2 separate regions of the Mus musculus genome follow, and region 2 is linked to region 1. A link is a contact called in public Hi-C data. All regions are on one chromosome and are shown on one strand. Each heading gives the region's core, a stretch centred on a gene start, on an enhancer-like site or on the middle of the called end of the contact. The rest is flanking DNA. Distances are from core to core; before and after follow the strand shown. Region 1 holds the start of Rwdd2b (RWD domain containing 2B). Region 2 holds the start of Donson (downstream neighbor of SON).

Region 1 (2,828 bases), core at 203-2,702:
TTTAGTGTCTTACTGCTCTCTGGTTTAGAGACAAGAAGTGCCACAAGAGGGAAGGTTCTAGAAACCCAGGATTTGGAATTATCTCCACCACTGTCTAATCCATATCTGCCCACATTCTCAGTTAACAATGGCTCCAGTGGACCTATGTTGGCTCCACTCAACACAGCCTGCAAGGCTCCTGAAGAAGGGACAACAGCAAGCTTCACATTAATTTGATGATTAACAAACCTGCTGAAAGAAATATCAGATGCATCTCCTAGCAAATAACATAAAACTTGTGTTTAGAACCAACAAGGAATTCAAATAGTTTTCTCTCCCACCTCGTTAAGGCTTGACGCTGCCCTCCAGTTTAAACCTGTTTACACAAATGGCAAAGCCCTCTTTCCCAGTAATTTGATCACCTAGAGTAGTGTAACCCTTCTCTCCTCAAAACAGTGACCCTTTTCCCTAACGCTTTCCTTCTCTTTTTTTTCCCGGTGTAATCCTAGCTATCCTGGAATTCACTCTGTAGACCAGGCTGGATGGCCTCAAACTCAGAGTTGTGCCTGAGTCTGCCTCTGCCTCCCTCACGTTGGGATTAAAAAGTGTGCACCACCGCCCCCTCCTTCATGTTCTATGTACCAATTATTTTCAGACTAGCTAAACTGAATTAAGACTTCCAGGTATGGCACCAACTAGTGGGGAAAGGCAGTCACCACCTGAGCTAAAATAAAAGCCAAATGCATTGGTAGGCGGTGGAGACAGAGGCAGAGGCCAGCCTGACCGACAGGGAGAGTTCCAGGATAGCCAAGGCTACACGTGGAAACACTGCCTCATAAAAAAAATCCAACCAGCCAACCACCAACAAAACCAAATGCATTTCCTATCTGTGTCCACGTTTTCCTGAGAGCGCCCACTTGATCAACTAAAGTTTGCCTTGTCCCCGGGGGCGTCAGTTGGAGTGGTGGCCTGTTTGAGACCCCGAGCTTTTCTCTAGCACTTACTTAGGAAAGTGTTGTTAGGTAGGAATAAGAGATTAAGACCATACTTAATCTCTCAGAGTTTTACTTCTAGCCTAGTTAAAATGCAACTACCAAACACTTTCCTAAGCCTGGAATTTCTCTCTCTCTCTCTCTCTCTCTCTCTCTCTCTCTGTAGGGACGGGTCACGTATAGAAAAGAGAATGACAAGACTGTCAGCTATTAAATACTTCTTTTCTAGACGCATTAGGCATTAAAGTCCTGCCACCTGCAGAAGAGGATCTGTTCTTTGTCTGCTGGCTGGCATTCCTTGCCAGTCCTGTATCACCGCCACAGCCCCGGTCCCCAGGAAGACAATGAGTCCGGGATGGTGAAATATTAAGAATAAAAACCAGGACCAGAAAGCAACCGGCGGGGGTCAAAGCACCCCTTCGCTGCTCCAGACGTGAACGCTAAGCAAGAAGAGAGGAGCTTCCTGCTTCCGGGACTTGCGTCCTCACGCGCAGGCGCCGGCCCGCAAAGCGCTCGCTGGCTTCCCGCAAGAAGGGTTCAAAGATCGCGCCGTTCCCTTTCTCTCTCTGGGGTGAGACCTGAGCTGCGAGCGCGTCCGGCCCCGGGGTGTCGCCAGTGCGGGAGCCCCAGCTCTGGGTGAGTGTGGCACTGGATGCCCTTGCTAAGCGGAATGAAGGCCATGTTTCCATGGGGGCTCGAATGGGCGGTCGCTGGAGCAGCACTTCCGCCCATTGGTCAGAACCGTCTTCGGTGTTTCCTGGCTCCGCCCACATTCTGCGCCTGCGTGCGGGGTATCTGCGTTAACTCTTGGGTACCTGAGTTTAGGTTTAGCTCCTTAAATAATCCTATGGGGGCTGTGGCTTCTCTCAGCTCTCCGGAGACAAAGGCATGTGTGTGTGTGTGTGTGTGTGTGTATCTCTGTGCGTGTGTATGTATATGTGTACACACGGAAACATGAATGACCCGCCCCTACCTCAATGAGATTTTCTCTAAAGCTAAGCAAATTTTACTGAAGCCATGTAACTTTAGCAAAGAACTTTCAGTGTACTATGTAGACCAGGCTGACCTCGGACTCACTGAGATAATCCCTACCTCTGCCTCCCAAGTACTGGAATTAAGGACCTGTGCTACTACAGCTGGCAATCCACCCATCTTTTTAAGCATTGATGCCACACGTTTTTGTTTTTGTTCTTCCTAGACAGGATTTCTCCGTGTATCCCTTCCTGGTTGTCCTGGTATACACTCTGTAGACCAGGCTGCCCTTGAACTCAGAGATCCATCTGAGTGCTGGGACTAAAGACATGTGCCACCACTGCCTGACTGGCCACACATTCTTACCCAGTTTTCACATCAGCCATATTCTTCCCAGTTTAGAAATGGGGACTGAATCTTTTGTGTAGAGTCTGAAGGTGTATAAACTAGGACGCAGAAGCCATCTCTCAGTTTTGTTGAATTGACTATCAACTGCTTGCTACATTCCTTTTCTGACTTTTCTCATGTACGTGTGATCAGGTACCAGGCCCTGGCTGTGATCCAAAACTCTGTAAAAAGGTGACAACCGATAATTATAACAATGTTTTGTTGTTTCCTTTACAGTTTTAAGGTAGCCATTCATGAACATTAGTAACAATGTTTCTTTTAGCAGCCAGCAGTGGGAGGCAGCACTTTAATCCCAGCACTTGGGAGGCAGAGGCAGGTGGATTTCTGAGTTCGAGGCCAGCCTGGTCTACAGAATGAGTTCCAGGACAGCCAGGGCTACACAGAGAAACCCTGTCTCCAAAACAAACAAACAAACAAACAAACACCCACAGTGTTTATTTTAACGGCTTTATAATATTTGTTTGTTTACATATATTT
Region 2 (3,104 bases), core at 23-2,522, 4.2 Mb before region 1:
TAAGCAAATGTGTGGTCTACTGCATCCTGCGTGCTGTGCTCCTCTGTGCCTGTGCCTGACATCTCGAATCATTTCCCTCCTCAGGCCTCTGCTCGATGAGCCCATCCCACTGTATGAGGCAAAGGTTTCCATGGAAGTTGTTCAGAAAAATCAAGAAAGAAAAAAGCAAGTCGTTCAATTTTAATTCTCTTCCCTGATCTCAGTCGGATGCACCCACACCAGTGGGGGAAGCCAGTTTTCTTTGGAAATTGTTGAGAAAAACCAAGGACGATAAAGCAAGATTTTATATTTTTAAGCCTGTTTTCCTGCCACAGTAAGATGTTTGGTTATTTGACATATTTGAAAAATACTTCCAAAATTAATGTGCAAACAATCCAGATAATTTTTTTACCATCTGAAGGGGACATTCCAAAAGCTTCTTTTAGTTATTGTATCTGTACACTTTGCCTCTGCTATAAAATTCTTTCCATTAAGAAAACTGCTTTCAGCAAAAGCTACACTATTCTAGCAAATACATCTGTCACATGCTTTTGCTATACCAAACGTCATTTGATTTTGTTATCAACTTCATTCTCAACACCTTCCTTAACAAACCGTTGATGCCATTATTTTAGCATTTGTACTTTCCGACTTCAAAGTATCTAATCCACTGGCATTTAAAATGTTTTTAAATATTCATTCACTCTGAATTTCTCCGAGATCATACGGAATCATAGTACCTGGTCCTGTAGTAGTGACGGCATTTGCATAGAGGGCTGCGGTGGTCGGGCACTGGGGACAAGGGTGGAAGAGTTGGCCTGCGGCTAGCCTGAAGCTGGCGGACATTTCCCCCTCGTGGGTACTGTGTTGAGCTCGGCCCATCACCGTCTCTCTCAGAATGATATTGCGGCTTCTCACGGAGAGAAGTAACTGCCCATCACCACCAATCAATGTGTTGTTTGCTGTGCATTCATGCTCCGTACCCGGGGCTGACACTACGCCCGCTGCCGAGTTGGTACTGTTAATCCCTTTTCCGAGCCCTACCGGGTGCCGCGCGCCGCCGTCGCGTTCTCAGCGACGCCGACCTCGCAGCAGGAGAGCCGCGAGCTGCGCGCGCCCGGCCGGAAGCGGCCACCGGGAAATCTGTTGGGCGGGGCGGCACGGCCTGGCACGCATGCTCCGTCGGGGCGGGCCCGTGGCGGGGCGGGGCCTCAGGAGCCTCCAGTCCGTGAGCAGCGCGGGGTCTGGGCGGGGCCGGGGCGCGCGGGAAGCCCCGGCAGGGCTGCGGAGCTGCCTCGGTGCTGCGCAATGGCTGTCTCGGTGCCCGGCTACTCGCCTAGCTTCAAGAGGCCGCCTGAGACCGTGCGGCTCCGCCGGAAAAGGTCTCGGGACCATGGTGCCGCCGTGCCCGCCTCACTGCCGGAGCCCGCGCCCCGCCGCGCCGCGCTGGCGGCTGGGCTGCCCTTGCGCCCCTTCCCGACCGCCGGCGGCAGAGGAGGCGCCGCCGCGACCATCGCCCGCAGGAACCCTTTCGCTCGCCTGGACAACCGGCCGCGAGTCTCGGACGAGGCCAGCGAAGAGCCGCTCCGCGGTCCTCAGGGGGCGTCGGGCCCGGTGAGTCTCCGCGTCCCGCAGCCGGGCGTCAGGGGTGGGAATGGGCGCGAACAGCCGCCGCAGGCTGATGTCCTGAGCTGGGGCGGGGGAGGGGGTGGCTGCCCTCTCCTGTAAGAAGGACTTAGGGATGGATACCCAGGAAGGTGGCTCGAATAGTCCTCCGAACTGTGATGGAAAGCCACAGAATCTGCCTTCTCACCATCCTTTCAAGACCTTTTTCTCAGGCACTTGAAATTACTGTGGACTGTTGAAGATAAATCGGGTCAGAATTTACAAATGTTGGTTTTACTCATAAAGCTTTTTTGGAACTTTTGGTCTAAGATTTTTGTATCAGTTATTAAATGCGTCAAAGTCTGGCCTTTCCTCCCGTTTAGATAAGTTCAGGCACAAATCTGCAATGAAACATGGTACTGTATGGATGTGAGCTCCCACTCACTCTCCTGAGAACCTGGTGTGCCAGGTGAGCCCTTACATAGTTCACATTCCCTCATCGCTTAGGTTTTAAAAGGACCACTCTTTTCTTAACCTCAGCTTCTAGATTCTAATGAAGAAAATAACTTGCTGTGGGAGGACACATCATCTCATGAAAGAACTGGCACGGAACTGTCCCAGGTACTTTTAAAAATTACATTTCTAGTTTGTGCCACAATTGTGTGTGTAGAGGCCAGTCCCTCCACTGTGTGAGTAGAAGGATTGGACTCAGGTTGTCAGGCAGGCCAGAAGCAAGTGCCTCTACCTTCTGAGCCATCTCAATGGCTCACTCTAGGAAATACTTTCAAAGGGCTGAATATAATGTATATTCTAATAAACATACTTCTCAAAAGCTTTTCTCTTGAAAAAATGAGTTCCAGGAATGAATTCAAAGTCTGGGACTGAACCTCAGTTTGTAAAATGCTTGCCTAATGTTCAAAGACCTCAGGGCTGGATCCCCAGGAATTCCATGAATTACATGGGACATGATGCTGTACACTTAGAGCTGTCTCACTGGAGTGAAGGAGGGATTGCCAGGCCTTTGATAGCATCCTCAGATGCAGAGACAGTTGAGGCCAGCCTGGGACACATGAGAACCTTCTCTGAGAAGAAAAGAGAAACTTGAGAGTGATTATTTCTATACAGGTGTTTTGATACTAGACATGGGCTCTGGTGGCCAAAGCCTGCTTTGTGCTGGGGATCAAGCTCAACACTTCCCACAAGTTGAGAAACAGTCTGCCCTCCCTTGCTCATAGTTACAGGTAGATGCATTTTTCCCCACTGGGAACAGGCTGAGAGTGCCCAAGATTCATGCTAGTGTTCACATAGTCAGCTTCTCTGACAGGATCTTTGTATGATGTTCCCTAAGGAAGTCCTTCTGGAGTGGACAATACGGACTTGTGCAGCTAGTTGACTATAATTGTTTTTTCTTTGTATTTTTTTTAAAACTGAAGGTAATGTTTTTAAAACCCTTTAAAAGTTCTACCAAGATGGCTAAGCCTAAAGAAAGAGCTGTTGTCTCTATACTATTGTCTCAGTAG

What was found. A called contact is a pair of places that touch in the nucleus more often than the background predicts.
Region 2: a Hi-C map of B cells shows a contact between it and region 1, with 5 read pairs. The contact joins the promoter of Donson here to the promoter of Rwdd2b in region 1. A contact is called at or near these places in 1 of 39 promoter capture datasets (pre-B cells) and 1 of 484 Hi-C or Micro-C datasets (B cells).

What each region holds. Positions count from the first base shown.
Region 1 is chr16:87,439,216-87,442,043 of GRCm38.p6, reverse strand. Rwdd2b (RWD domain containing 2B) reads left to right here and starts at 1,452. Exons shown (of 5, transcript NM_016924.2): 1 at 1,452-1,607.
Region 2 is chr16:91,686,896-91,689,999 of GRCm38.p6, reverse strand. Donson (downstream neighbor of SON) reads left to right here and starts at 1,272. Exons shown (of 10, transcript NM_021720.1): 1 at 1,272-1,593; 2 at 2,125-2,205. The coding sequence starts at 1,288. It overlaps Cryzl1 (crystallin, zeta (quinone reductase)-like 1), which reads left to right. Exons shown (of 13, transcript NM_133679.2): 13 at 85-678. The coding sequence ends at 184. Gm10785 (predicted gene 10785) reads right to left here and starts at 1,102. Exons shown (of 6, transcript NR_040389.1): 1 at 720-1,102.